6 separate regions of the Mus musculus genome follow, and regions 2, 3, 4, 5 and 6 are each linked to region 1. The links are chromatin contacts, called in public HiChIP or PLAC-seq and Micro-C maps. All regions are on one chromosome and are shown on one strand. The core of a region is the stretch at or near the end of the contact, and the rest is flanking DNA. Distances in the headings are between cores, read along the strand shown. Region 1 overlaps Mapt (microtubule-associated protein tau). Region 2 overlaps Nsf (N-ethylmaleimide sensitive fusion protein). Region 3 overlaps Itgb3 (integrin beta 3). Region 4 overlaps Itgb3 (integrin beta 3). Region 5 holds the start of Itgb3 (integrin beta 3). Region 6 has its middle 23 kb from the start of Gm35420.

Region 1 (4,757 bases), core at 1,630-4,129:
AATATAAGGGCTTTGCTTCCGTTGAACCTGGGTGATTAAAAGGTATATCTTCACACACCAGGAGGTGGTGTTATACACCTTTAATCCCTGCACTCAGGAGGCAGAGGCAAGCCAATCTCTGTGAGTTCGGGGCCAGTATGGTCTAAAGAGTGAGTTCCAGGATAGCCAGGTCTGCATAGAGAAACCCTGTCTCACCCACATTCTCATCCAAGAACCCCAAGAGTGGAACATGGTTGTGTAAGGGGCACTGGTCCCTTCCTGGTTTGATCATCGGGCTACAGTGTCCACACTAAAGAGATTACAGCTCAATAGGACACAGTTCTCAGGTTCCTCTTGAGGTCTGAGGGCTCACTGTATATGTTCCAGAGTCTCCCCCACAGCCCCCCGCCGATGATGGAGCGGAGGAACCAGGGTCGGAGACCTCCGATGCTAAGAGCACTCCAACTGCTGAAGGTGGGGCCTCCCTACTCCCACCACTCCATTCATTCAGCTTACCTTGCTTTGAGCTTCCCCTCCCAACTCCACGCTACGCACTAGGGTTGCGGCTGCGCACTGTGTGCCACCCTCCCGGCTGCACTCGCTGCTTCCTATCCTGATGGCTGAGATGCGCTAGCCCGGTGCTTTGCAGGGTAGTGGGAGCGGGGACCTGCTTCTATGCCTGGCTCAACAGTGTGCGCCTTGAGCATCATTATCGTGCGTGTTGCCCTGAATGTTCCATGCTTGAAGAAGCTGGTCTGTGTAGCACAGCGAGGCTCACACACAGCTCAACAGGGTTCCCATCCTGAATCTGCTACCTTCCATGACCCCCTCAGAAGCCTCCACCTTACTTTTCTTTCAGGGATTCAAAGACCAGAATGCTCATTTGGCTGAGGAGGGGGCAGGTCAGAAGTCTCCCGCTCATCTGTTAGGAGCGGGTTTTGGTGTGGCATCTTCGTTTCTTGGGCTCTGGATTTTGGGCATGGAGTACGTTTCATCTCCTGTAATCTGTTCACTCCAGATATGTGGTGTCTAGGTTGTCGCAAAGCTCATTGTCTTTTTTCCTGAAATGCTCCCTGGTCGGCTGTCTTGCTTCCCAAGTGGGTTAGTTATAGTGCCACTGTTGGCTGCTGGAACCCAAAAGCTCTACCAACTGAAGAGGCTTTTTGCCTTGCAATCATAAGATACCCGGACATGGGCATAGCTCCCTAACGCCATGTATGCGCTTCTGTCTTTGTCTTCTGCCATCCTACGTGGTTGGACTGTTGCTTCATTGTTGAAGAATAGCTGCTGCGCTCCCAAACACTGTCATCTGCCTTGGAACAAGAACCATGGCTGGTGAGACAGCTCAGAGGATGAAGGCGTTTACCATGCAAGCCTGGGGACCCGAGTTCAATTCCCCAGAACCTTTGTAAAGGAGGAAGGACAGAACCGACTCTACAAAGTTGTCCTTTAAGTTCCCACACACTGTGATGGCATGTGCCCACAGAGATGTATTACACACGTGTTCCATAATAATGAATGAAAGACAGGCAGAGGTGGTGCACGCCTTTAATCCCAGCACTTGGGAGGCAGAGGCAGGCAGATTTCTGAGTTTGAGGCCAGCCTGGTCCACAGAGAGGGCTCCAGGACAGCCAGTGCTACACAGAGAAACCTGTCTCAAAAAAAAAAAAAAAAAAAGCAAATAATAAAAATAAGAATGAATGAAATTGAAATTAAAAACAAAAACAAAACAAACAAAAACAGTCACCAAAAGGACCCCGAAGAAGCCAATGTGTTGCCAAAACTAAATCAAGAGTTTTCTATTATAAGCTCCTCCTGGATGTTTTCATTTTCATTCACTGGCCAGAACTGGCTCTCTGGCCACCGTGGGCTGCATGGCTGTCCCCACCTTGCTTTTGGATCCATTGAGTAGAAGAAATCAAGGAAAAGGGACATGGAGAATGGCTTTTAACTAATCGTCCATAGCTCCTCCAGCCTTCCAAGGAGGTTGGAGCTTCCACTCTGAGCCCTTTCTGCATCCCTGAACATGGCTTGGGCGTTCTGTTACAGAAAGAGAATTTGGCCAGGCCCTCTCCCGCAGCATCTGCCTTTGGATAAATCCAGAACATAGCTGTCAAGCTCCTGCCAATTGTTCGGCATGCTGGCCCATCCCCGGAGGATGCAGGTGGCATGGCCCTTAGCCTGGTGACAACCTCCTGGCTAGATTTCCTTTGCCCTTCTGAAAACCAGCGATGCAAGACACTTCCTGCTCATCCTGTTAGAACAGGTCTGCAAGCTGTCTGCCACCCTGAGAAAGCCTTGGAGCCAAAGCTGGGGCAGGCTTCCCAAACGTGGCTTTCACTGCTCTGTCACCATTGTCCAGGAAGAAACAACCCACTCATGCAGTCTGGACCTGTACATGCGTGGGCCCCCACATGCCTCACTCACCCTCAGGGAGGGAGGCAGCTGGGGCTGAGCTCAGCGAGCTGTTTTATCTGCACCAGACAGGATCATAAGGAAAATAGCCTTTGTGGACTAGCTGTGTGGAATTCTGGGAATCCCTTGAAACCGGCCACTCCTTGGGTGTGCCTCGCATACCTAGTAGAGAGGCTGGGGGTTCGGGAGGAGCTAAAGTGCTTGCTTTGAAAAGATGCCCCCAGGTCCTGGTCTGGGATCTCTTATCTCTTGCATCATCGAGGAAACTGGATCTGGCCTGGTTATTGCCACATAAGGAACTCTGGTGCCTTTTAATGAGATGTGAGGAGGTTGGGGGCAGGGAATTAGAAGTGGTAGAAGTTTTAAAGGTCACCTACAGATGGCACTCTTGTTCTACACTTGTGGAAACAAAGGCTAGGGTGACAAAAGGCTTACTCAAAGCCCCACAGGAAAGCGGCTCAGTCTATTTCTCAGCTTCCTCATATTGCCTGATGAGTCCCAGCTGCGGGGCCCCTGCATTGCAGTGAGGATCACACAGCTGACCCCCAGGAGTCAGGCTGTGTCCCTCGTCATCCTTACATGACCCCTGTAGGCTTTCCAGGCAGGGGGTCCTCCTGTTAGTGTGCTTCCTGGGGAGATGGGCAGGAAGGAGGACTGTGGCCCTGCTTTGAGCTGGCTTTTCTTGCATGTGGCTGGCAGGCCCCACTCCTTGCACTGCCCCTGCATAAGCAGAGGGGTGACTGTTGGTGGTTTCCAGACGTGACTGCGCCCCTAGTGGATGAGAGAGCTCCCGACAAGCAGGCCGCTGCCCAGCCCCACACGGAGATCCCAGAAGGAATTACAGGTGAGGGTGAGCCCCGGAGCTGCCTTGGACAGGTCACCCTCATAGTCGGGTGCAGCAGATGAGTAAGCCGCTCTGGCTTCTGGGGCTCCTGGCTATTTAGCAGTGGCGGCCTTGGAGTCTGACTGCCTCCCACAAGGCTACAGAGTCCTCTGATTCCTGCTGGCCCCCACCTCAGTCAGTGTGCCTATTAGAAAGGTTCTCAACAGAGTTCTCTGGGGAAGGTTTCCTGCCTTCTTCACATTTTCTCCAGGCCCAGCAATAGTAAGTAGCAGGTCACCTTTAGGGGACAGTTTACTCCCAGGAGCACCAAGCAGGCTACATCGACTACATAACTGAATCCTTCTGATGGTCTAATGGGATGGTGCTGTTGTTCGGAAATGTGACCTCACGTCCATCTTTCGGGTTCGGTCTATGTAGTCTGCTCTACCAATGTGGGTGACAAGGAATTAGGCAGCGAAGCAGCAAAAAGAATCCTGGGCTCGGACGCTCAGTCCTTCGTAAGTCATCCTGCAGGGACGGAGGGCTAGGCAAGAAATCATCATAGCCCAGAGCCTGGTACCTTCCCTTTGTGCTGTCCTCCATGGCCTCAGGGAGAACTCCAGCAGTTAGCAGGATGAACCCAAGTTGCCCAGTTAGCTACCGAGACATGCCTGATCTCACCGTGGCAGAGATGGGAAGACCCCTTGCTGAGGAGTGCCTCTCTGCAACTATGCCAGTCACTCCTCCTCCTTACAGTGATCCAATGTCTGACTAAGGCAACTCTAGGGTCTGTTAGGGCTCGTCGTGGTTTTAGGGGATAGACTCCATGTGACAGGTGGCGGCACGGTGGCGGTCACACTGCATCTGCAGTTAGGAAGCAGACAGCAGCGAATGCTGGTGCTTAGCTGGCTTTCTCCTTTTTCCCCAGGACCCCAGCCCATGGGATGGTGACACCCATATTCAGGGTAGGTTTTCCCTGCTCAGTTAAACCTTTCTGTGAATACCCCCGGAAGATGCGCCCAGGGGTGTGTCTCCTAGGTGGTTCCAAGTCTAGCAAGTTGACAATGAAGAGTGAGCACCCTAGGAGCCTATAGCCAGCCTTCTCTCGCACACCCATGGAGAATGCCCACTACAGAGCCACCCCGGCTTTCAAAATGTGTTTCTGCTTTGCAAAGTGATTGACTGGCAGTAGTGGCTTCTGAGACAGAAGGGGTTAGATGTTCTTAAATCCTGGCCAGGCCTCAGCCTTGCTCATGAAGGATGCTTGAAGGTCACAGACACCTTACGGGGGTGAAGTCATGGGTCATATGATACTTTTTGTCTCTGGCTATTCTTTCAAAGGTTTTTTGTTTTTGTTTTTTTTTTTAGATTCATTTATTTTATGTATGTGAGTACACTGTCACCGACTTCAGACACACCAGAAAAGAGAATCAGATCCCATTACAGATGGTCATGAGCCACCATGTGGGGGCTGGGAATTGAACTCAGGACCTCTGCATGAGCAGTCTGTGCTCTTAGCCACTAAGCCATATCTCTACAT
Region 2 (4,757 bases), core at 567-3,066, 350 kb before region 1:
GATGCCGAAGAACAATGACTCTCGCTTCGCTTTGGGATCACTGGTAAAGATATGAGATTATACATTTGATCACTGGCTGCTTCTTTTTTTTTTTTTTATGTTTGACTGTGTGTATAAAATCTCAGCACATCAGTGAATATGCAATATGGACATACTAGGATTATATAAATAATTTGACATGTGAATTCGTGATCAAGTGTTTGGAAAGCACCAATTTCCCATGACATGAACAGAGTCAAGGTCACAAGTTTACCTTCCAAATGAAAGAGCATTTTGTTAGGGTCACACCTGGACCAGCCATCCATCAAAAACTTAACAATTTAAAGTTTTCTATCTTCCTAGAGTCTCTTTACTTTCAAGTTTCTTCCCTTGATTATCTTTCCCCTAAATCTGCATCCCTTCCTTGGCCAATTCTTATACACTCTACAGTTCTCAGCTTAGACAATACTTATTCTAGGAGACATTCTGGACAGCTGCCCCTCCCCACAGAACTGAGAAGACATGCATGGAAGCCCTGAAGATGACCTTCACTGTCTGCCTACACACTTGAATCATACCTAGGATAATTCTTAAGGTTGGAGACTAGATTTTGCTCATGTCCATACTTCCGGAGGACTACTCCTGGGCCTGGTACAGTGAGTGCTGGTTAATCGTAGATTACAAACCCAATTCAAACCACCCAAAGGACAAGTGTCCAAGGCAGTATCCCTTCAAGGTCATTTAGGATATCACAGAATTAGATTCAGATGACTTAATCACTACACAACTTGGGGCTAGGAAGATAGCTCTGAAGGTAGGGACAAGGGATCCACACAGCAAACTGGATGAGGAACCTAGCCATGTATGGGAGCTCTGAGTTTGGCCAAGAGCTGATATCTCAGTGGATGAAGAGTAATTGAGGGGTGATTCTTTTTTTTTTTTTTAAGATTTATTTATTATTTCATGTAAGTACACTGTAGCTGTCTTCAGACACACCAGAAGAGGGCATCAGATCTCATTGCAGATAGTTGAGAGCTACCATGTGGTTGCTGGGATTTGAACTCCGGACCTTCGGAAGAACAGTCAATGCTCTTAACCACTGAGCCATCTCTCCAGCCCCGAGGGGTGATTCTTGACATAATCCTCTTGCTTTATATACACACACAGAAGACATGTATGTACACAAATATGTGCACCTACACACATGCAAAAAACATACATCCACAAAGGCACACCACATACATATACATATTGGAAAAATATAAATCAATAAATGGAACAAAATTACTTCCATGACAGAGCCAACACAATAGAAACTTTACAAAATGGTAGGTTAACCTCATTTGTAAACCTGTTTACCTGTCAATGTCCTTTAATAGGAAGGGGGTGGGAATCTGTGGATATCATCTGGGCAGCCAATTTAAACAGATGCTACGAGGAAAGGGCCTCCCTATTAGAAGGCAGAAGCATCTGTGTTTTGGTGGTAAGCCAGGCAGGGTATCTCATTTTAAAACAAAGTGTAAGTCCCTATAAATAGTCAAGTTGTCTATTTACCATAGAAATGCCAAGGAAAAATTCCATACTTTTTTTTTTTTTCTAAAACTGACTTTGCCTCTAGGGAAAAAAAAAAATACAAGCCAAACACTACAGGCATATAGCCTTTTAAACATGAAATTATAATCAGTGATGGGTTGTTTTATTAAGGTGAGTTGTTCAAGTTACTGGAACACATAACTGCTTAAGGATATAGGAGTGTCTTCATTGTAATTTAAAATGCCAAACAGTATGGGTAGTGGGCTATAGGCCACTGGCAATTCTTAAAGAATGTCAAGGTTATCAAACAAAAGGGAACTCCAGTGGAAGTAATTATGACATCGGTCATTCCAGAGCCTTTAAACGGCAGAGAATTTGCTTCTTTTCAAAAAGAAAAAAGGGGTGGGGGGAGGAAAGTGCAGGCTTTAAGCAGGATTTTCTGGACAGTATTTCAGTTTGCCAATTTAAATAACACAGTCTTATGTAAAAGTTTCCTTTAGAAAATAGATTACTTGAGTGAACTTTTAAATCAAATAACAGCACGGTCAAATAAAGAAAAATTCAATATGAGGCAGCGAGTGGTAACGAACGCTCCTGTAATCCCAGCACTTGAGGGGTGGAGGCACGAAGATCAGGAGGTTAAGATGACCCTCAGCTACAAAGGGACTAAAGACCAGCCAGGACCACCAGAAACCCTATCCAAAAGGAAAGGGGAAAAGAAAATCAGAGTGTGCTAGCAGACTAGAAAGGGCTCATCACCAGACATTCCCTCCTACCCTGACTATAACCCTGAAGAACATGCTGTCTCTTCCTCAGGCCTCTCGCCTCAGGCCTTGGCTCCATTTCTCCAGAGGTTTGCAGATTCCCACAGGAAAGAGAGGAATACACAGAAACTTGCCCCAGGTCCAGCCTAGCTGACATGCCCCCACTCAAATATTTCTCCTAGGGGATCACTCTGAAGAACTAAGGGTTTAAAATTGCCCTTTCATGTGGGGCAGGGTGTGTGGGAGGGGAGGGGGCGTATGGCCCATGACTTCTATCTGTAATCCCAGCATTGGGAAAGCTGAGGCAGGAAGAGGAATGGCCACAAGTGTTCATGGCTGTTTTAAATGACCATCTCTGAGGAAGAGAAAAGAAACCTTCACTTTGCAACAAAGTAACTCCCAGACCTAGGACTAGTAGCATTAATGAAAACTTAGAATTTCATTTTGGAGTATCACTATCCACATTTCAAATATCACAAGTGCCTGATCTCTACCACTGCAGATGGTTCCAGTAGATACGATTGGTCCAGAGCAACATAGAAATGTTACCATAAATGGTCACCTGCAAGACCACAGAACCTCCTACACTATAAACTCCGATGATACTTGCAGCGCATGCCTGTAATCCCAGCACTTGGGAGGCAGAGGCAGGAGGATTTCTGAGTTCTGAGTTCGAGGCCAGTCTGGTCTACAGAGTGAGTTCCAGGACAGCCAGGGCTATACAGAGAAACCCTGTCTCGAAAAACAAAAACAAAAACAAGAAAAAGGGGGTTGTTTTGGTTTTGGTTTTTGGTTGGTTGGTTGGTTGTGTGTGTGTGTGTGTGTGTGGTTGGTTGGTTGGTTTTGGTTTGTTTTATGGTTTTTTTTTTTTTTTTTTTTGAGATAGTTTCAAGCAGCCCAGGCTGGCCTACAACTCACATTATATAATCAAGGATGGCTCTGAACTTCTAATCCCCCACCTCTACCTCCCCAGGGCTTGAATTACAGATGTGTAACTACCACACCTGGGCTTCTTGTTAAACTCTTGAAGACAGGCTGGTGAGAAGCCTCAGTGGGCAAATGTGCTTTTCCTCCAAGCTGAGGAGTTCCATCCCCAAGCCCCACACGGTGGAAGAAGAACTGACTCCCACAAGCTCCCCACATGCAGGCCATGATTCATGCAGAAACCTCCGTACCCACGCCCCCCCCACACACACACACATAATTAAATGTAATTTAATTAAGAAAAAATTCTGAAGATGTGGGATACGAGGCTGGGATGCGGGGGAGGGGGAAACAAAAAGCTTGGTGTGCCATAGTCATTTTCACAAGTCTCTTGGAGCATCCTTGACATTCCCTGACTCAGACGAATGCTGTGCACATAACGAGCGAACCTCTTGACACCTGTCGAGTCCTCAAGATTCTTTTATAAATGTCTATTTTAAGAAGCTTTCACTTTGATCTTTCAGGGGGAAAATCCGTGCGGAAAAAATGAGAACATCAAACAGCAATAACATCAAATACTGGCAACAGTACAGAGCAGCTTCATATAAAGGTTATATGGCCTAGCAAATATAGCCCCAGGTCTCTGGTCAGTCAGTAAACCGAAAACCTACGTCCACACAAACACTAAACATAAAGGTTCGTAGCATCTGTATTCATAGTAGACAAAACTGGAAAGGTCACAAATGTCCTCCTGATGATGAATGGATAAACAACAGTGTTGTGGCCATAAGACAAAATACTACTCAGGTATTCAGTAAAAATTAATCATCAGTGTATATATTTACCATTTACGGGCAGCGGGACCTGGGAGAACGGAGCCAATACGTGAGGCGAACTGAAGTTTAGTCAGAGCATCGGGCAATTTATACTCTGAGGACCAAGAGCAATCACCTGAGTAGAGCTCTCATGAGCTCCAGCCGTCGACAATCACAAGGACAAGCTGTACGTGGCAAAACCGTGTTTCCACAGAGGCACAGAAAGGAGAGCTTAAACATTTAACTGAATAACGTCAGCAAGCAATAATGAGCAATCTGGAGAAAACGCCCTGCTATCTGCTACACCTGGGAGGGGAGCATAGCAAGGCATTCTGAGATCAGTTCCCTGTTTTGAGGAAACGGGTTCACAAGACTCTCGCTGTCTTGGAGTTTTCTCACAGGTACTCAGCACCGTCCTCACTCACGTGCTTGGGCTGTGTTCTGACGGGAGTGTACGGGGTGAGTATGTGTGCTCGCATGTGTACATATGTATGTACATGAATGTAATGCTGGGTAAAAGAAGCTGTCTGTGAGAACGCAAGCATATGGTGTTTGTCCCGTGCGTCTGGCCTATTTCACTCACTGCAATGCTTCTCAGGCTCCGGCATGTTGCAGTGCATAGCCACGAAAATGTCATTATTTTCTACAGCCTGGCTATGTTCCACTGTATGGGCAGGCCACACTTTATCTTTTTTTTCTTTTTTTTTTTTTTTTTTTTTTTTTTTTGGTTTTGCGAGACAGG
Region 3 (4,757 bases), core at 1,509-4,008, 360 kb after region 1:
CATAGTGCCTTGGGAGCAAGTGGAGGGCGTGGGGTTGGCAAGGCGGGCAGAACTGAGGGTCCACTGAATAGAAAAACAGAAATGAGCCGGGGACGGGAGCAGTCCTTTTCCCTTTGTTCCTGTAAGCTGGAACAAGTAGGCAGAGTCGAGAAACACCAAGGGGAAGTAGTTTATCTTGCTTTTCTGTCTTCATCTCTCTCTGATAATGTTGCAAGTTCCTAGTTTTTTTGAACTTGAGGACCAACATCTTTGTCATCTAAAAAATATCAGTCTCGTGGTAGTTTACAGATGGATGATGTTGGAAATATATTGTAAAACTAATGATAACTTTACTTGAATTTATTTTGCTATCTCCAGGGACTTAGGAAGTAGTGGTATATATGCAAGCCATTGGAGGTACTTAGAACAGTCCTTGAAAACGGTATGCTCATGTTAAACATTACCCCTGTTTATCATCTGTCTGTTATTATTTGTATTCTGTCTCTGTGCTGTCCAAGATGGTAGCCACCAGCCACATGTGTCTATTTAAATTAGTTAAGATAGAAAACATGAGTTCAGCTTTCCACTGGGCCACATGTGGCTATCATACTGGACCATGTGGGTACTGAACATTTTGACATAGCAGAAAGTTCCACAGGATGGTGTGGCCATAGGAATTACCTACCTGCAGATGAAAAGTGTGTGTGTGTGTGTGTGTATGGGTGTGTGTGCGTGCATCCATGTGCACAAGTGTGCATGTGTGCACGAGTGTGCACATGCGTATGTGTTGCATGTGTGTGAATGCACATGTGTGTATATGGCTATACAGACTAGAGGTGACCATTGTGTGTCTTCTTCAGTTACTCTCTACCTTACTTTTTGAGACAGGGTCTCCCATTGACCCCGGAGCTCACCAGTTGGCTAGGCTGGTTGGTCAGTAAGCTCCAGAGATCCAGCTGTTTCTGCTTTGAAGTGTTGAGATTACAGCATATAGATTTGTGCCACTGAGCCTGGCTTTAGTTTTTAAAACCTGATGCTGGAGATCTGAACTCAGGTCCTCATGTTTGTAACACAAGCTGTCTCTCCAGCCTGGAGATGAGAATTTTGAGCCCTTCAACCTGCAGGATTCTGAGTTGTCCCTACTGTGAAATTCAGTGCAGTCCTGAGGCCTATTGGTAACTTCAAACTGGCCCCTGAGACCATTTGGATGTGTTTCCGACAAAGAGGAGCCAAAATCATGGTCAATATGGCCTTTATCTGAATACTCTAAGGGCAAATGGACAGCCTGAGTTATCTTCTTAGGCTCTGGAGGTAGGTTTATGTTGGAGTGTAGCTCCTCTTTGGGACAGACAGGCTGCAGGCATTTGCTGGTTGCGTTGGCTGGACTGATTCATGTACAGGATGCTGTGTGATCAACAGAACAGAGTCTGTTTAACTGTTTTCTGTGGTGATCTAAGACCCAGGTGGACTTCATTTGCATTGAGGTTCAGCCAATTGAGCTGAGCGACTCAGGTGCTCACGTTAACACGGTGGCACATGCCTGTAAGCCCAGCATTACAGACTGTCATGAGGAGGTCCAGGTCATCCTTAGCTACATCGTAAGTTTGAGGCTTGTCAACACCCAACCACTACCACCACCACCACCAAGCTCAATAAGAAAGATAAATATGCCATGTAAAAACAGGTCCCAGGGGACCTGAGAGACTACTCAGTGGTTAAGAGCGTGTACTATTTTTGTTGATGTACCTCACAAACACCTGTAACTCTGGCCCTAGAGACTCGAACACCTCTGACCTCTAAGGCACCTGTACTCAACGTACACGCCGTCACCATACACATCATTTAAAAACAATCTTTAAATTTAAAACATGCCCCATAAACATAAAGGTGATACCTTTGCTGATCTGTAACATCGTTCACTTCAGTGAGGGAAAGAGATATCACTATTAAATTAGTGATAAAATTATTAAATGATTAATAATAATAGTTGATATTATTAAATTATTATATCATTATTAGATTAGCTAAATTAGTGGCAAGAGATCAGGACCCCAGTGATGAAAACTGGCGCATGATAGCAGTTTGAACTAGGGTGAGAGGCAGGGGTTTCAGCTCATTTTAATATTTACCAGTATTTCAGTTATGCTGTTCTACCAAGGGCGCACCCAAAGGAGCAAGCTGGGAGTGCTGGATGAGGTCGGCCTAGGCAAGGCCTACAGGAGAGCCTCAGGGCCCCTTCACCTCTTCTGGGATGATTGGTTCAGGGTGTGGTCTGGGGGAGGGGTCCCAGCCAGCCACCCACTCCACAGAGCCTTGGCAATTCCCACCTCCTGAAGTGTCGAAATGTCTGGTCCTGTGTGCTCCACTCCATTCCCCCTGCGGGGAGGGAGGACTCCTTTGGATGCCACACCCATTTTACTGCTCCTCACCAGGGTGTCTGGTGCCCATTGAGCCTCATCTTGTCCTTGTGACACTGTTATCACATCCTTAGGGACACATGTTCATGGAGTGCACAGCACATGTGATTCCTGACCTCTCAGAGCCAATGTCCTGCACATCAGTGTTCTTTGATGCCTGCCTTGGGGTCATCACGGGGCAGGAGTGTTAGCTGTGACTTGGCTCCTTCCTAGCCTGTGGCCTCTAAGCATGCAGGTGGCTGCCTGGTCACCCCCCCCCCCGCATCCCTCCCCCCCTCCCCTGCGCTTCAGGCTTGGTCTTTGAGGTTGCTTGTAGCTCTTACCTGTCTCCCCTCTACCTCAGACAGCATGCTTCCTCCCAGGCTCTTTCCCGCCTGCTGCACACAGATGGGCTTCCTCTGTGGGCTGGGCCTTATGCTGTAGCCACATGGGAGGAACAGGTATCAACAGACAATTTTACTGTTTATTAATATACCAAAGTGTCTGTCTCATCAGGAGTCACAACCTGCTAGAACCCAGAAGTGAGTTGTCCGCAGAGTCCCTAGAGAGAGTGAATCATGGGTGGGGGACTCGTGGGCAGTCTCATGGAGGTAATGTCTGATGGATCTCCAAGGAAGGCTGGTTCTCACAGGAAAGGAGTGGAATTGTAAGTCAGTCTGGAAGTCTGGCTTTTCAGGGAGAGTAACCATGTTCCCTCTGACTGAAACCCCTCTTCCTCTTCTCCCACTCTTTCATTTTTTTGCTCCCTCCTCTGGCTTTCCTATGAACCCAGCCTAGGCCTCCCCCACCCACCCTTTGGCTGGAGAGGTACCAACACTGTGACATTACTAGACTGTGGTTTCCTTTTAAGGGCTGACTCTGCCAGGGCCTGGGGTCAGCCTACTGGCTCCGGCTACCCTCTTCCATTTCCACTCTCTGGCTGGCCCAGCAGATCCTCTTGTCAAAGATCACTTTGTTTTGCCTCACAAAGGAAACACTGTGGGATTCAGGTTCTGCGGAGGGCTGTGGCTTCTTCTGCGTCCTGCCAGGCCTCTGTGGCATCCTCCTTTCTCCATCCAGGAACCTGGCTAAAAGCAAGCGTAGTGGACAAGGTGGAGCACCTACCCTCTGGCATCCCCAGGCCCAGCTGCTGCTCGGGAGGGTTGTCTGATTAGAGCTCACAGCTGCTCTTTCTTTGGAGCTGACAGGATCCGCCTTGCGTTCAGAAGTTGACCAGTGGAGGAAGGTTGTGCAAGGGCAGTTCCGCTTCCTCAGAGTGGGCCCTGCTCTGTGGTGCCACCCATGCTTCCAAACTCACCATGGGCTCAGGCTGGAAGGAGTTTCTATCCTAGACCACATACCTGCTGTGTGTGTGTGTGTCTCTGTGTGTGTGTGTGTCTGTGTGTGTCTCTGTGTGTGTGTGTCTGTGTGTGTGTGTGTGTATGTATTAGCATCCATGTGTGGACATCAGAGGATTATTCTGCCATTCCTCAGGAAGTGTCTACCTTGCTTATTGTCTCAGGGTCTCTTGCTAGGACCTAGTTTGTGAGCAAGCCCCAGGCATCTGCCTGTCTTTGCCTTCCTGGTGTTGGATTTACAAATACAAGCCAGCATACCCGGCTTTTTTTTTTTTTTTTTTCCAAATGGGTTCTGGGGATAGAACTCAGATTTTCTTGACCATGGCAAGCCCTTTACTGATGGATCTATTTCTTAAGCCTCAATGGCTTTTATATCCTTTAGAGAGCCCAGTCTCAAGACTTAAAAGTATTTCTGGTTCCCAGCTTTTCTGCCAGCCCCAACTTTATTTCTGTGGGCGGCTTGCTTCTGGTCTCACCTTTTTTTTTTTTTTTTCTTCCTTAAACAAAACAAAACAGATTTCTAATTAATTAATGTCTTTCAAGACAGGGTTTCTTTGTATAGTCTTGGCTGTCCTGGAACTAGATCTATAGATCATGTTGGCCACAGAAATTCACATGCCTCTGTCTCCTGAGTGCTGGGATTAAAAGGCATGTGCCACCACCACCTGGCTATTTTTTATGTTGCTAAAATGATTTCTTTATTTTTAGTTTTATGCTCATTGGTGTTTGCCTGCATGTATATCTGTGTGAGAGGATTGAATCACTTGGAGCTGGAGCTACAGACAATTGTGAGCTGCTGGGGATTGAACCCGGGTCTTCAGAAGAGCAGCCAGTGTTCTTAACCACTGAGCCATCTCTCCAGCCCCCTTTATGTATACAGGTGTTCTGTGTGCCTGCGTGTCTTTACATCATGTGCATGCAGTACCTGTGGCGGCCAGAAGAGGGCACTGCATTTCCCTAGGAATGGAGTTACAGACAGTTGCTAGCCACCCTGTAGGGTGAGGGACTCCAACTCTAGCCTTCT
Region 4 (4,757 bases), core at 767-3,266, 340 kb after region 1:
CTAGTTCTTTTGTGTGCATTCAATGCTTAGGCCCTCAAGATAGATGTATTGGAAAGCTTGACACGAGTTCAGATAGTGGGACATGGCAATTGAGGTTACCCTGCTTTCATTAAAGCCCACAGTATTTAGGTGTCAATCTTACTGCATCTGAGTCCCAGGACCTCTGTAGTAGCCGTGGCTGCAGTTAGACAGTTGGAGATGGTGCATGGCCTTTACGCTGGGCCTTAGCTTTTCATTCGCGCAGTGCAGGTATAAAACCAGCCACTGATTAAAGCCTTTCTGTCATTTACTATGGGGCCCTTGGGTCTTCATTTGCTGATAAAGGAGTGAGTTTCTCCCTACCCACTTTCTTTTTTGTGTAATAGCCCATGTTTGGTAACTTGCCCAATGGGTAGGGTTAGAGTATGTTTGTGTGTATCACTTGAGTGTTTGGGAAATTTGGGGTAGCCGGGGCAGGATGGTCACTGCTCTGAGCAAATCAGGTGCTGATGTCCTTGCCTCTTTGTTGCAGAGTCCAACATCTGTACCACACGAGGCGTGAACTCCTGCCAGCAGTGTCTGGCTGTGAGTCCTGTGTGTGCCTGGTGCTCAGATGAGGTAAGGAGCCTATGCCTTATTTGTCAATGCAATAACACAACTCTGACCTTTAAAAGGAATATGAGGTAGTTTATCCTGGAGCCAAATGTAAGTGGCTATGGCCAAGGAACATAGATTCAAATACTGGGTTCCAACGTGATAAGCACTATAGTGAACGTTTTATAGTAACAGAACAAAGAAGGCAATAGGTCAAGGTACTTTAGACACACATTGGTGAACCATCAGATGAGGTGGTTACAGCAGTCAGGAGCGTCTGAGGTTACCTCATAACAGTCCTAGCCTGTGGGGTTGGTGGAAGCTAGGAGTCTGCACATTTTAGAAAGGACTTTACTAGTCTTAAGAATGTTAAGTCAAACCTAGAGGTGGGCAATAGGTAGCTATTTAGGGGGATAATTTAGCCCCAAACTATTTGGTGCCCAACCTGTAGCATTCATCTGATCTTGTTGAATGTTCAACACAGGTGTGGCTCCCCACCCCCATCCTAACTTGCCCCAGATGCCTTCTTTCCCTAGATTTAGGCGCTTCAGTGTAGGTGCAGGCACACAGAATCATTTCCTTCCTCCTAAACGCAGTCTCTTTCCCCTTCTGAGCAAGACTAGGTGACGCCTTCCTCAGGATGCATGGTGGAAGCTGGCAATGATCCTGGAGCCTGTTCTGCCCTTCCACTCCAGCCATTTTGCTTGGGCATCGTCATTACTGTGATTATTGCTACCCTTCCCCAGCCTATACTTGCTTTGGGCTGGAACATCTCATGGAAGAAAGGCTTTACTCTCTAAAGAAGAGAGGCGCTAGGGGTATAGAGGGATGCCAGCTCATCCGACCCCCCCCCACCCCCAGAGCAAAACAAAAACAAAAAACCCTAAAAACTCAGAAGAGGAATGTTATGTGTGTGTTTGTATGTGTCTCTGTGTGTCTATATTTCTGTGTATGTTTATATGTTTGTGTGTATGTGTGTGTTTGTGAATGTGTGTGTTTGTGTGTATGTTTGTGTCTTTATATGTATGTTTGTGTGTCTTTGTGTGTGTATGTGTGTTTGTGTGTGTTTGTGTGCATGTATGTGTGTGTTTGTATATATTTGTATATGTGTGTTTGTGTACACTTTCTTAAAGATCCTTTTTTCTTCCCTTCTCTCTGACAGTGACGCCCCTCTATCTTCCTTCCTTCCTTCATCTCTAAAGTATCAATGGATGAGGGAGCACAGCTCAATGGTGAGGACCAGACGATGACAGGAAGGGGTTAGCTGTGTCTAGGCAGAGGGTGTGTTGTGTCTGAGTCCCTAGGGAATGAGTGTGTCTGAGGGAATGGCTATGTTTGTGGCCGGGCTGGGAATTTGGAGCTGGCAAGAGCTGATGGGGAGGTAGGGGAAGCCTGTGGCTGGAGAGGTTCCCAGCAGTTCCAGTGGGAGTGAGTCAGCACCCCCAGCAGGTGGTTACCTGAGCTGCTGGCCTGTCTGCTCCTCAGCCACTAGAGCTACAGCCTCTGCCCTATACCGCTCCTCAACCACCCTAGCTATTTCCTGATCTTTGTCTGCCTCTCTTCTGGATCCTCTGGGTTTCCTAAAAAGGCAAGCTCCTGGTCAGACTGGGGAGGAAGGGAGCAGAAGGCTGTGTTTACCCCCTAGAGGAGGGGCTGCCAGAGCCTCCAAGGCCAGCTCCATACACAGCCTTGGCCTCTGCTGCTCAGCACGGGAACTGTTTCTAGGGGCAGCTGCCTAACATCTGGGCCAGATTGATCTCATTTAGCGAATGAAACATTCTCTGGGGCTTGGGGGAGGGTGAGCCCATTCCTTCTCCACCCCCACAGGTGCCCCTCCCCTCTGGGCTTCACTGGAGGCTCAAGTGTGGCGTGGCTGTCTTCCTTCTGGTTTGTCATATCCTCCTGCCTCCGGTCACCATCATGGTTGTGTCAAGCTTCCTTTCTGAGGAAGTTGTAATTCTGCAACAATTCCAGAAGAAGGAGTGGGATGCCGAGGGTGCCGTGTTTGGATAGGATGGCTTGAAGTTGGACGGCCGGAGCAGAGGGGAGCAGAAAGGAGGTCCCTGAGGAAGGACTACTGCTATTCAAGCATAGTCCCCTCTCATTCCCGCATCTGGATCTTATAGGGATAAATCAGAGCTGGGTTCTGACCAGCCAAAGCCCCTCCTTAGGCCACGTGAACATATTCCATGTGACTAGATGCAAATGTGGAATATTTACCAATCACTATGGTGAATCTTTGCCCTCTGGGGCAGACTGGGAGGCCAGAGGGAGGGAAAGATCAGCTTGTTGATGGGGTGGAGTTGGGAAATGGGTAGCAACCAGGACCAAAGGAGACCAAAGAAGGGAGGTAGGAAGCCCGATGAAATAGTCCCTTCAGAATGGAATAAAGTGAATGCCAATATTTACCATCGCTAAGTGAGAGGGAGGAGGGGTGGGGCTGGGGAGTCTGATGTGGGGCAGAGTGTGTCAAGCAGGGAGGAACCCTGGGCTGTAACTAGTTATCTTTTTCCTGAGGGAGCTGGACTTCTCTTGCACAGGGCAAGCTGAACTATTGAAAGTGTTTGGATCTTGACTTTAAACATCCAACGGTGGGGCTGGGATCCCTGCTCATCCCTCTGCCTCCCCTGTCTTGACTGTTTCAAGTGGTGCTGATGTTGGCAGTGCCTCGGAAAACAACTGGTTGGGCTCGGCTTGTGGTCCTTAAAGGACAGCAGCTCCTGGGTGTGTATAGCAAGCCCTTGGCTGGGTAAGAGGAAAACAGAGCCAAGTGGATGAGTGGGGTGTCTTGGGCCCACCCACCTAGGGTGTGTTCTTGGAGAGACAGAGGCATGGGTTAGATAACATGGACTGGAGTAATTCGATCTCTCTGATCAGCACAGCTAGCAGAGGCATCAGCTTCTCACAGAGCTAGAACCTATATTTTTGGCTCAAGTGGTAACATACTGGATCCTAGAACTTTCTGAAATCATAAGGTAATTTAACAAGCTGGGAGTGCTTGTCAAATATAAAGGCTCTGGGGATGGACCCTGGGCCTATTGCAACAGAACAGGTTGTCATGGTAGCAAGAGGGACAACATTGCTACTGGTGGAGGCTGGGATTGGACAGGATGGGTAGAGGTAGAATTGGGCTTGCCAGATAAATACAGAACACCCAATTCCAGTTGGATTAGATAGTAGATAATTTTCATCTTGGTAGGCATTGCATATTTCCTAAAGTTGGCAATCTTAAGACAAGAAGAAATGCTAGGAATTGATACCCAGGATACCTGAGCCAGGTTGGAAGGTGGGCCAGCTCACAAACTTGACATCTAAGAATGAAAGAGGAAGAAGAACAGGTTTGGGTTAGCAAGTAGAAGGCCCCAGCTGGATTTGCTTTCTGCTCTGTATCTGCTGGGGATAGGCTCAGGACACTATAATTACTCTGAGTGTGTGTGTGTGTGTGTGTGTGTGTGTGTGTGTGTGTTTATCAGGGTCTCATGAGCATGTCTGAAGTCTCTTTATACTTATTTTTAACCTGGAGCATAGATGTCCCCCTTGAGTTTGGCCCCAAACTTGTTATTGTTTAAAAAAAAAAAAGAATAAAAATGTATAGTAGGGTCTGGCAATGCAACCCAGTTGGAGAGCCTGTGTTACATGCGTGAAACCCTGAGCTCAACCCAGCATCGCATAAACTGGGCATGGTGGCAACATGCCTGCAGTCCTGGTCCTCAGGAGGTAGAGGTAAGAGGATCAAGGTCGAGGTAGAAGTTCAAGGCTGGACTAGGGAGATGGCTCAGTGGGTAAGCACTTGCCATGCACGCAAGAGGACTTGAGTTCAAATTCCCAGCATCCTGGTAAAAGCTGGGCTTGGCCCCCGTGTTTCTGACTGCAGTGTTGGGGAGCAGAGACGAAGAGATCCTAGGAGCTTGCTGGCCAGATGTCCTGTCCAAAATAGTCAACTTCAGATTCACAGAGAGACCTTCTATCAAAAAATAAGGTGACTGGGGCACAGCTCTAATCCCAGCAGCAGTGAGACAAAAACAGGCAGATCTCCGTGAGTTTGAGGTCAGCCTGGTCTGCGTAGGGAGCTAGGGCAGCCAGGACTAGATGCTGAGACCCTGCCTTTAAAAAAATGAAAGAAAAGGAATATGTCCCTCATCTTCACAACCAACAAAGCATGAATCTTAGTAGTTTGAGGCTAG
Region 5 (4,757 bases), core at 1,557-4,056, 320 kb after region 1:
AGGAGAACCTTGGAGGGTAATAGCTCAGTTTCATACAGGTCCAAGTCTCTTTGCCCTCTGGCCTCCTGTCAGGATGTGAACAGCTGCTTCAAGTTCTCTGCCGAGATAGACTCAAACTTGAACACTAGGAGATGGCTCACAGGGCAGAAGTGTTAGTTAAGCAAACTTGATGATCTGAGTTCCATTCCTGGATCCTATGCTGTCCTCCACCTCCATGTGTACCATGGCATGCATATAGTTGCATATACCACACATATACTACACACACACACCACTACACACACACACACACACACACACACCACACACACAAACACCACACCACACACATATACACACACACACACACACACACACACACACACACCACACCACACACACAGGGCACACATACACATACCACACATACACTCCCCACCTCACACACACACACCACACACACAGGACACACATACACACACCACACACACAGGACACACACACACACCACATGTATACCCCACACACCACATCTCACACACACACACCACACTCACACACACACACACTCTACAAATTAACTTTAAAAAAACAGGGACATAGAAAGGGGTGGAGGGAAACTTGTGACAATTTATAAAGCCATTTATAAGAAATATCATCAAAAACACAGTGAAATAGCCAGAAGTTCAGCAAATTTGTTTAAGGAGAGTTGTAAGAGTTGCTAAACTTAAAAATATCATCGATTAACTTTGTGTGCATCGATGCTTTGCCTGCACATGTCTGTATAAGGATATCCGATCCCCTGGAACTGGAGTTGCAGATGGTTGTGAGCTGCCATGAGGGTGACTCGAACCTGGGTCCTCCAGAACAGCAGACAGTACTTTTAAACACTGAACCATTCCTCCAGGTCCAGGAGTTGCTAAACGTAAAGTTTAGCACGACGAAGGGAGATGATTCTAGACTGAAACTCAGAACTAGAGAACAGAGTGAAGAGTAGCAGAAGTGGTAGACAGATGGGTGAATCTCTTGCTCTCCTGATTTAAGAGATGAATAACCATTTAAAATAAAAAGCCTAAATTGTGTTTTTAAATTACTGTTTTGTGTGTATATGTATATAAGTGTGTGATATGTGTGTGTGTGTAGTGTAGGCTTATGTATACGGTGGTTGCATGGCTATACCCATGTGTACCCATGCACATACATGTGGAGATCAGAGGATGCTGTATTTTCACAAGATAGGGTCTCTCACTAAGCCTGGAGCTGGGCTAGCTGCCGGGCAGCCTTCTGCCTCACCACTTCCTCCCATTGCACTGGGATTACAGGCCAGCAGATGTCTATGCTCAGATCTGTTTGTGGTTGTTGGGGAATTTGAACCCAGGTCCTCACATTGGTCCAGCAAGCACTCTTGTCCACTGAGACATCTCCCTAGCCTCACTATTACTTTTGGTTTGCTTGGGATACTTTCCTGTTATGTAGCCTAGGGTGTATTCAAACTTGCTATGAGTCACTGTGTAGAGTAATGAAATACCGGGGAAAATACAATTGTGTCCATGAATTTATACAGTTATAAAGTTCATATCTGTGACATGAAATGATATAATATCCTGTTGTGTGAGAAGTCTGAGGAAGAAGGGTACACCTCTGGAGAGGACAAGGCTGGAGGAGGAGGAACATCAGACAAGATGGCGTGGAAGACATGGCATTTGAGATGTTTTGAAAAGTAAGTGGGATTTTCCAAATGGAAAGAGGAAGGAAGGTCAGTCAGATGGAAAGGCATGGGACATTTAGGAGTGACAAAAATCTCTTGGGCTAAGGCTGGGTGATGGATCATGGCTGAGTTCTTTCCACACCCTTCCTCCAGAGTCTGCTCTAGCTCAGGCTGGCTTTGAACTCCCTATGTACTCAAGCACTACCTGGAACTTCTGGTCTTCCTGCCTCCTTAGGCTGGAATTGTAGGCATCACATCCTGTTTCACGTAGTGCTGGGGATGGAGCCCAGTGGTTGCTAGGCAAGTGCTCTGCCGATTGCACCACATCGCCTGCCCTAGTTTTATTTATTTATTTATTTATTTATTTATTTATTTATTTATTTATTTATTTATTTATTTTACAACACTACCCTTCTTGCGTAAGGATGCACAGGCCCAGTCACTTCTTATGACATCCTGATCAGCTTCAGCATTTTGCACCTTTTGCACGTCTAGGGGTTTCCCATCTGGGGAAGACTCAAGGAAACTAGTGCAGGGGATAGGAACAGCAGCAAGTGTTCTCTGAGGAAAATACTATAAAGCTAGTGAATTTGAGTTGGAAGGCAATATGGTGACTGTTCTAAAATGATTCTTAGACACCTGCTACGGGCAAGCAAGCATTTACAGACAGAGGCTCTACTCGGATCCGTCTTTCCTACCACAAGCTGCAGGTGTGGTATTGACAAGAGGCTGCATAGAAAGCATTTGACAGCTGCCTGCCCGTTGAGGAAAAGAATGAAACCAGGAGGAAAGCAAACTGAGCCCGGTGAAGTGAAATAGCAGTGTTGATGTCTCTGCGGAGGTGGGACTAGCAGAGTCCAGGAAGTGACCCAAAGCTTTTTTTTTCTTCTTTTTTTAAACCGAGCACCCAGGCGCAGACACCTGGGACCCAGATGCACACAGGACCCCGGGGGGCGCGGTCTCCTCTAGTGAACGCGGGCAGGTCCTCGTGGGCGGGGGGCTGGGGAAGATTGCAAAGTTTACCCATCACACTCAGCCTCAGGCAGGGTCCAGGCGTGAGCCGGAGGGAGGGAGCGCGAGCACTCCGCCCGCCCCGCTGTGTCCCACCCACCCCGTCCCCTCCCTTCTTCCCTCCCCTCCGCAGGAAAAGCAGCTGCGGGTGCCAGGCTCGCCGTGGCGCGCGCGCGGCGTGAAGGGCGGCGGACAGGATGCGAGCGCAGTGGCCGGGACAACTCTGGGCCGCTCTGCTGGCGCTGGGGGCGCTGGCGGGCGTTGTTGTTGGAGGTGAGCGAGTCGGGTGCGCGAAATGCCGTAGGACCCTGGGAACCCGGAGCTAGGACTGAGAAGCAGAGGTGCGGGGGGCGGATCCTTCTTCCCGTGGCCTCGAGGGCGCATCGCTGGTGGCGGAGATCCTGGCCTGGCCCGGGAAGCAGAGGAAAGATGGAGATCCGCTGGGCCGTCCCGGTGCGCTGGCAGAAGGATGCAGCTCACCTGCTTGGGTGGGTGTGTGCGCTCTGGGTTGCCCCTTTCTCTGGAGTGCGCAGGACAATCTTCTGGCCGCCCCACTCCTTAAGGAGGAGCAGGGATTCGGGCTCCGTCCCTTCTGGGGCCGACCTCTCACCCAACACTCCCTGACTGTGTGCTGGGAGTCAGCACAGAGGTCCTTGGGGCTGACTTTGTCTCTCCTGCGTGTGTCCCACAACATCAGCTGCCTGCATCGTCAGCTTTCAGGCCCACTAACGCTGCAGGGAAGGGGAGTCATCCAGTCCGCAGAGCCTAGGGGAGCGGGAGGGGGTGGTTGCTGGAGGTCAGCTGGAGCAAGTAAAACCCGCAGTTGTGTGTGTGTGTGTGTGTGCACATGTGTGTAATACAGTCTCATATATTTCAGGATACCTCACACTCTGTGTAGTCCAGGGTGACCTTGCACTTCAGATTCCCCTGTGCCTCTACTAAGGAGTGCTAGGACTATAGACATGCACCACCCCTCAGGGTTTATATGCTGCAGGGAGTCGAACCCAGGGTCTCCTCATGGCAGGCAAGCACTTTATTAATTGAGCTACATCTCCAGACCCAGATGGACTATTTGTTAAAGGTAAACTTTATTAAGTTGACTTTGAAGTTAAGTAATCTAAAAAAAGATTTTGGTGGCTGCCTTCCTGACCCTTGTACGGTGGTACAGATGAACATAGACATGGGACAGGGAAAGGGAAAGGGGTTTCAGTAGAGAACTGATATTTGTCTTTTGTGGCAGAAGCTTCCAAGCGAAAGATGAAAACTGTGGTCTTTAGCCTACATTGAACAAGCTTTGTCACCACAGAACAGGAACCAGGCTCTCTAGCATTCTGCCCTGGAGATATTAGAGTCTCTGTCAGCTGCTGGTAGCCGTTGATGGGGAATGGGGAAATCCTCCAGGAAAGCTGATGTTTCTAACAGATAGGCTAACTTTCGTGAATTTAAAACCTTTTAAACATTTCGACTTAATTTTTTAATTGGCATGTCATGACAGGCCCTGCTTCTGTACAGCGTGAAAGTGTCCTCACAGATAACAGATACACTGAACAAAAGATAGCTAGTACTCTTTGTGTTAGGCAATTTCCAGTTCCCCTCAGCTATTTTGAGATTTTACTTAAAACACTTTGTGGTTTGTTTGTATCTATAACTTTCACATTGACTTCTGAGTGTCATCATCACCACCTCAGGATAGAAAGAGATCCTGTTTAAAAAAATAGAAGTGATATTTCTGAAGAGTGACACTCAGGTTGTCTTTTGGTCTCTGCCCAGGGACAATTGTATATGAGCATGCATGTACATGTGCATGCGTGTACACATGGTATACACACCAAACAAACAAACAAACAAACAAACAACGGATCCTTTAGGATATCTGTTCACAGATTTGTTGTGATTGGAATAATCTAGGGAGGCGATGGCTTGTGCCAAGCTAGCCTCAGGCTCCCTCTGAGAGGATGTAGAGTCCTGTTGAGGGGCAGAAGCCTCTAGAGCATCCTGTGCAAGAGGTGTCTGTCATACTCACATGCCATCTCAGTGTTGGTGGCAGAGTTGCAAACAT
Region 6 (4,757 bases), core at 1,117-3,616, 280 kb before region 1:
CCTTAAAGTGAGATCTACCTTGGTATCATGCTCGTATCAACGTCTAAGCTCCCATGGAAAGGTAAACTTAAGGGTAGCTGGGGATGAGTGGACAAAGGTACCAGTTATATTAGTCAGGGTGGGTTGTAGTCAGATGCTACAGTCACAAGTGAACAGTGAAATTCAGTGACTAGCTGGGCACAATAACCAGGAGGCGGCAGCAGGGGGATTGCCATGAGTTTGGGGCTAGTTAAGCAGGTAGGTCTATGCCAGTCGAGGTTTACAGGACTTTGTCACACAGACCAAAAGCACAAGACAAAACAAACACCTTGACAGCAGTCCACTTAAGGGAGGAAGGGTTTCCTTTAGCTTCCAGTTTGTAAGGAGGTGTCATCCGTTAGAGAAGGGAAGGTGTTGAGGTGGGAGCACCCACAGTCAAGAAACAGAGCAGACAGGAAGTGGAGCTGGGCTATGAGACTTCAAGCCCCACCCTGATTAGCCTACTTCTTCAAGCAAGCTTCCACCTCCTAAAGTGCCACAGCTTTCCAAAGCAACGCCATCGGCAGGGGACCAAGTGTTCAAACCCCGGAGCCCATGTGGGACATTCGTATTCAAACCACAACATCCTTCTGATTCCGGGATCTTTTTTCCCTTCAACTTTGGGGCCTCATAGTTTGAAAGCCAGGGGTGATCTGGGCATTTTGAAGACTAAAGCTTGTGCTATTTTGGGTGTCGTCTGTAAGAATAATAGTATAAGAATATACTCAAAACAGATGTAAGATGGAGAAAAGGAGCATTCGAAAATGAAGAACCTGGAGATAAATTTAAATTTACCAGCTCTGTTCTCCTTTGGCCAGGACAAACAAACCCACAACTCCCCAGAAGCCAGTAGAGTTCTTTTTGTTTTTAAGTGTGTGTGTGTGTTCAATGCACATCCACATGTGTGTGAATGCATGTCTATATGTCTATGTGCAGACCCAATTGCATGCAAAGCCGGGAGGACAGCTTTGGGTATCATCTTCAGGAATGCTGTGCACCTTCTTTGAAATAGTGTCTCTCATTAGCCTGAAGAGCGTCAGTTAAGCTAGAGTGCCTGGCCAGAGAGCCCAGTGATCCTCCTGCCCCCAGCTCCTCAAGCGCTGAGATTTCATAGAACCATACTGAGTTTTTATGTTGGTGCTGGGGGTGGAACATGGGTTCTCCTGCTTGCAAGGTAAATGCTTTATGGACTGAGTCCAGTCTAGTAGACTTCTGTTTTCCCTCAAAAACTTGCTCTTCCACCTTCTAGATCATTTTCTGAGTGTTTCCTTCCCCAAATCTTACCACTGAAAGATTTTGAGTGCTCCCACGAGGTCAAGGAATTGTGCTGGCCTTTCCCCCACCTGCCTCTGGGGTTCGTCAATTTGGCACTGACCTCATTTGGTTCTGTCTGGTTCTGGCTAAGCATCCTGCCTCCGAGCTGGAGTCTGAGCATGCAGATGGTGACAAGGGAGAGGAGGGGAGAAGAACAGAGCCAGATGAGAGAGCGGCACATCTGGCACAGCACATCTGGGATGCAAGCAGTCCTTTGCAGGCTGCTCCTGTGTACAGAGAGGCCATTGCCCTGAGCAGGGAATCTTCCTGCCTGTGCAGTGAACTGCAGTGAGCTTGGCAGCCTTGGAAGGGGAGATTCGGCTGCTTCTTCCTGCATTCACCTGTCAGCCCGTCACCCTCTGGTGGGACTGGAGTCAAATGTTACCACACTATCAGTGGCACTGCACCTGGACACTCGGTTTGGAGCCCAGCTCCCAGCCCCATCACCCTAGTTGTCCCTGACATTGTCTGGACCTTTTTGAGCTGTCTGGGCCACCGTGTCTGGAAACCTCCAATCCCTACAGTCTGCAGACAGACTCCGAGGGCTTTATTTTCTCTTAGAATTTTTAGCCAACAGAAAATTATACACCCTTCATAGTTCTGAGGCCCGTCTCACCTGCTTAGTAACCAGGACCCACCACAGACTCCTAGAAGGACCTTGTAGGGGCCTTCATCCCCCTGAGCCTTCTTTCTAAGAAAATAACCCTGAAGTAATTACTTTACTTTAGTGCTCAGACTCAGGTCAACCTGAGCCTGAGTGTGGAGAAGCAATACAGACATCTTGTTTGTCCTTGTCCCAGGGTGATCGCAGAGCCCCCCACCAGTTGAGCACAGTGGGATGGCAGGCCGGTCAGGGTTCCTTCTCCTATGGCTATCCTGAGTTAGGACCTGACATGGCTAGGGAGGGAAGAAAACCAGCCAACATCCCTGAGGTGACCTGGCTGAGTATTCTCGCTCAGAGACACACTGTACCCAACCCAGACTTGCAAATGCGCTTTAAAAGGCTGTCTAATGAAACAAAAGCAAAACAGCTCCTGCTCTGGGAGCCTCTGTGCAGAGCAGGAGTGGGGGGCAGGAGGCGGGGAAACAGAGGCTGTCCTAGCCAGAGAAGGAGCCTGGGGAGCTGCCAGGATGGCACAAGATGCTCTGGGATGGGGTATCTGGGTATACAGTGACCCCTGTTTCCATCCAGGAACCCAGATACCCAGAGGGAACCATCCCCACCCCCACCCACTGCTTACACTAGCCTAAAACTCCCGAGTCTACCTATGGCTCATGTTGACCTTGACCTCAGAGATAAAGTAAGCTGTAACCCTTCAGGGTTATTTTCTTAGAAAGAAGGCACAGGGAATGAAGGGCCCTACAAGGTCATTCTAGGAGTCTGCGGTGGGTCCTAGTCACTAAGCAGGTGAGAGGGCCCTCAGAAATTACACAGAGTATGTAATTTTCTGTTGGCTAAAAAGTCTAAGAGAAAATAAAAACCTTTCGAGTCTGTCTGGTTGGAATTTTCCAGACATATGATTCAGTCCAGGCTCAAAAGGTCCAGAGAGGGGCCCTATGTCTTCAGGGGTTTCATCCCTGAACTTCAAATCCTGTGGATATTATTCACAAAAATTTAAGTATATTAAAAGCTTTCATGTACCTGGCCTTTGACTTTTTTTTTTTTTTTTTTTTTTTTTTTTGGAAGGAGGAACCTGGGCTTCTTGCCTGATTCTCCAGAGGGCTCAGGAACCAAAGCAGAGCGCCTGAATCTAGACCTTGCTGGAGGCAGAGAAAGGCCAGGCTACCTATAATTCCAGCAAGGCCTCTGGGAAGGGAAGGCAGGCCGCATTCAGCTTTGGAGTGAATGAGGTTGGAAACCCTAAGGGAAGGCGGGACCTGACTGTACTTTCTTCTCCTTGTTATGCATGCCCTGTGGTTCTTCTCTTTGGCAAGCTGTCAAGAGGCTTCTATAGATGGCCCTACTCAAAACTCTGCTTATTTGACACTCTTAGTGAGTCTGGTACTAAGCTGGATATGGAGGACATAAGGAAGATGAGACATAGGCCTTGTCTGCCCATGTGGCTTCCTAGAGAACTTGGGATGTTCACAACACACTAGGTGTGTTCTATAAATAAAGATGGGGTGGGAGTGGCTGGAAATGCAGCACAATTGATAACTCTATCAATTATCATTTCCTATCATGCATGAAGCCCCAGGCTCAACCCCAGCACCACATTAAAAAGGAAAAACGGGCCTGGGGACGTGGAGGTAAGAGGGTCAGGAGTTTAAAGAGGCTTTCTTGACTACACAGCATCTTTAAGGCCAATCTGGATTATTTGAGATCCTGTCTAACAAAGGTGAAAGAGTTCTGGCAGCTGCAAGAGAAAAGGATGAACTTAGTCCATCCAACTAGAGCTGAGTGGCCCCTGGAAAGGGAAGTCAGGTGACATGGTTCTTAGGGTCACCAGGATACAAGGAAGGCCCTGAGTTCCAAGAACCATGGAATCCTATCAAGATAACATCAGAGCAATTCTTCATCAAGTTATCAAATCAGCTGATGTCACATTGATCCGGTACACATATAGACTGGTCCTTAAAGTGGAGTCTGACTTTAGGAAAGATCTAGAAGGGCACCAAAAGCCCCAAGGACAGCGAGTTTAGAGACGTTCCCTGGTGTTGGCACTTGGTGCTGACTCAGCAATTCAGCTAGGCTCTACTCTTGTCAGCCCAGCAGCCTTAGGATTCCATGACTCAGCAGTCCTCAGCCTGATGATGCAGCAGTTTGAAGATTTGTGGGTAATGACAATTAGGTCAGTAGAGAGCTCATAAATCAGAGCTGTCAATCACAATAATAATCATTACTACAAATGGAACTTATTAGGTATTGAGGCCCACACAGGGTTTATGGGATAACTTAACGAATGAACCATTGGATTGTGGAAATGGAGGTGAGTTCAAATAGTCTATACCATAAGCCCATCTGCTGCTGTCTTCATTTCCAGTTAACCCCTCCCCTCCTTACTTATCACTCAAGCATCTTTCCCTACTGGTCGTAAGCTATGACCCAGCTTGTTTGGTTGGTTGCTTGGCCAAGTTTGTTTGTTTGTTTGTTTGTTTGTTTGATAACAAGATCTCATATAGCCCAAGCTGTCCTTGAACTCACTATGTGTATGAGGCTGGCCTTGAACTCCTAGTCTTCTCATCTCTATCTCCCTGTGCTGGAATTATCGGCATGTGCTGCAATATCTGGCTCAACCCATTTGAAATGCCCTGAAGGGTCAGAGCCAGCTAGGATACCTCACTTCTCTTAGTTCAGCTCCTCATTGTTTGAAAGCTAAAAACTAAGAGCCATAAATGGGTGAGAATTCCTTTTTGTCGCTTCTAAAGACAGGGCATCATGTAGCCCAGGCTAGTCTCACTATAGCCCCATGAATGTTGGGATT

What was found. Hi-C and Micro-C count contacts between places; a contact is called where the count stands out from the background. HiChIP or PLAC-seq counts read pairs in DNA pulled down with a chosen protein or histone mark.
Region 2: a contact with region 1 is called in an H3K27ac HiChIP or PLAC-seq map of embryonic stem cells, with 15 read pairs. The contact joins two enhancer-like sites. A contact is called at or near these places in 1 of 39 promoter capture datasets (the C10 cell line), 2 of 115 datasets of contacts at active chromatin or transcription factors (both in embryonic stem cells) and 1 of 9 other capture datasets (pancreatic islet).
Region 3: a contact with region 1 is called in an H3K27ac HiChIP or PLAC-seq map of trophoblast stem cells, with 3 times the contacts expected there. The contact joins two enhancer-like sites. A contact is called at or near these places in 2 of 115 datasets of contacts at active chromatin or transcription factors (pancreatic cancer cells and trophoblast stem cells) and 1 of 9 other capture datasets (adipose tissue).
Region 4: a contact with region 1 is called in a FOXA1 HiChIP or PLAC-seq map of pancreatic cancer cells. The contact joins two enhancer-like sites. A contact is called at or near these places in 1 of 15 datasets of contacts at CTCF or cohesin (large pre-B cells), 1 of 484 Hi-C or Micro-C datasets (the G1E-ER4 cell line), 1 of 115 datasets of contacts at active chromatin or transcription factors (pancreatic cancer cells) and 1 of 9 other capture datasets (adipose tissue).
Region 5: a Micro-C map of the G1E-ER4 cell line shows a contact between it and region 1. The contact joins the promoter of Itgb3 here to the enhancer-like site in region 1. A contact is called at or near these places in 2 of 39 promoter capture datasets (the 3T3-L1 cell line and liver), 1 of 15 datasets of contacts at CTCF or cohesin (large pre-B cells), 7 of 484 Hi-C or Micro-C datasets (the G1E-ER4 cell line, the P5424 cell line, cumulus cells and 1 more) and 4 of 115 datasets of contacts at active chromatin or transcription factors (embryonic stem cells, pancreatic cancer cells and stem cell-derived neural progenitor cells).
Region 6: a contact with region 1 is called in an H3K27ac HiChIP or PLAC-seq map of embryonic stem cells, with 6 read pairs. The contact joins two enhancer-like sites. A contact is called at or near these places in 4 of 115 datasets of contacts at active chromatin or transcription factors (bone marrow-derived macrophages, embryonic stem cells and pancreatic cancer cells) and 1 of 9 other capture datasets (liver).

What each region holds. Positions count from the first base shown.
Region 1 is chr11:104,286,757-104,291,513 of GRCm38.p6, forward strand. It overlaps Mapt (microtubule-associated protein tau), which reads left to right. Exons shown (of 12, transcript NM_001038609.2): 3 at 367-453; 4 at 3,152-3,238. Among named protein-coding and RNA genes, the nearest start is that of Mapt, 58 kb to the left of the region's middle. Within about 2 kb of position 2,880, at least 247 of the 459 cell types and tissues checked have an H3K27ac peak or open chromatin away from gene starts, as enhancers often do. A contact at or near this core is called in the G1E-ER4 cell line, the P5424 cell line, adipose tissue and 3 more, where this site is marked.
Region 2 is chr11:103,934,120-103,938,876 of GRCm38.p6, forward strand. All of the region lies in intron 1 of Nsf (N-ethylmaleimide sensitive fusion protein), which reads right to left. Among named protein-coding and RNA genes, the nearest start is that of Nsf, 18 kb to the right of the region's middle. Within about 2 kb of position 1,817, at least 9 of the 459 cell types and tissues checked have an H3K27ac peak or open chromatin away from gene starts, as enhancers often do. A contact at or near this core is called in embryonic stem cells, where this site is marked.
Region 3 is chr11:104,644,058-104,648,814 of GRCm38.p6, forward strand. The region is part of intron 10 of Itgb3 (integrin beta 3); the gene reads left to right. Among named protein-coding and RNA genes, the nearest start is that of Itgb3, 38 kb to the left of the region's middle. Within about 2 kb of position 2,759, at least 84 of the 459 cell types and tissues checked have an H3K27ac peak or open chromatin away from gene starts, as enhancers often do. A contact at or near this core is called in adipose tissue and trophoblast stem cells, where this site is marked.
Region 4 is chr11:104,622,900-104,627,656 of GRCm38.p6, forward strand. Itgb3 (integrin beta 3) reads left to right here. Exons shown (of 15, transcript NM_016780.2): 2 at 512-597. Among named protein-coding and RNA genes, the nearest start is that of Itgb3, 17 kb to the left of the region's middle. Within about 2 kb of position 2,017, at least 93 of the 459 cell types and tissues checked have an H3K27ac peak or open chromatin away from gene starts, as enhancers often do. A contact at or near this core is called in the G1E-ER4 cell line, adipose tissue and pancreatic cancer cells, where this site is marked.
Region 5 is chr11:104,605,194-104,609,950 of GRCm38.p6, forward strand. It overlaps Itgb3 (integrin beta 3), which reads left to right and starts at 2,807. Exons shown (of 15, transcript NM_016780.2): 1 at 2,807-2,971. The coding sequence starts at 2,896.
Region 6 is chr11:104,005,090-104,009,846 of GRCm38.p6, forward strand. No RefSeq gene overlaps it. Among named protein-coding and RNA genes, the nearest start is that of Gm35420, 23 kb to the right of the region's middle. Within about 2 kb of position 2,367, at least 9 of the 459 cell types and tissues checked have an H3K27ac peak or open chromatin away from gene starts, as enhancers often do. A contact at or near this core is called in embryonic stem cells, where this site is marked.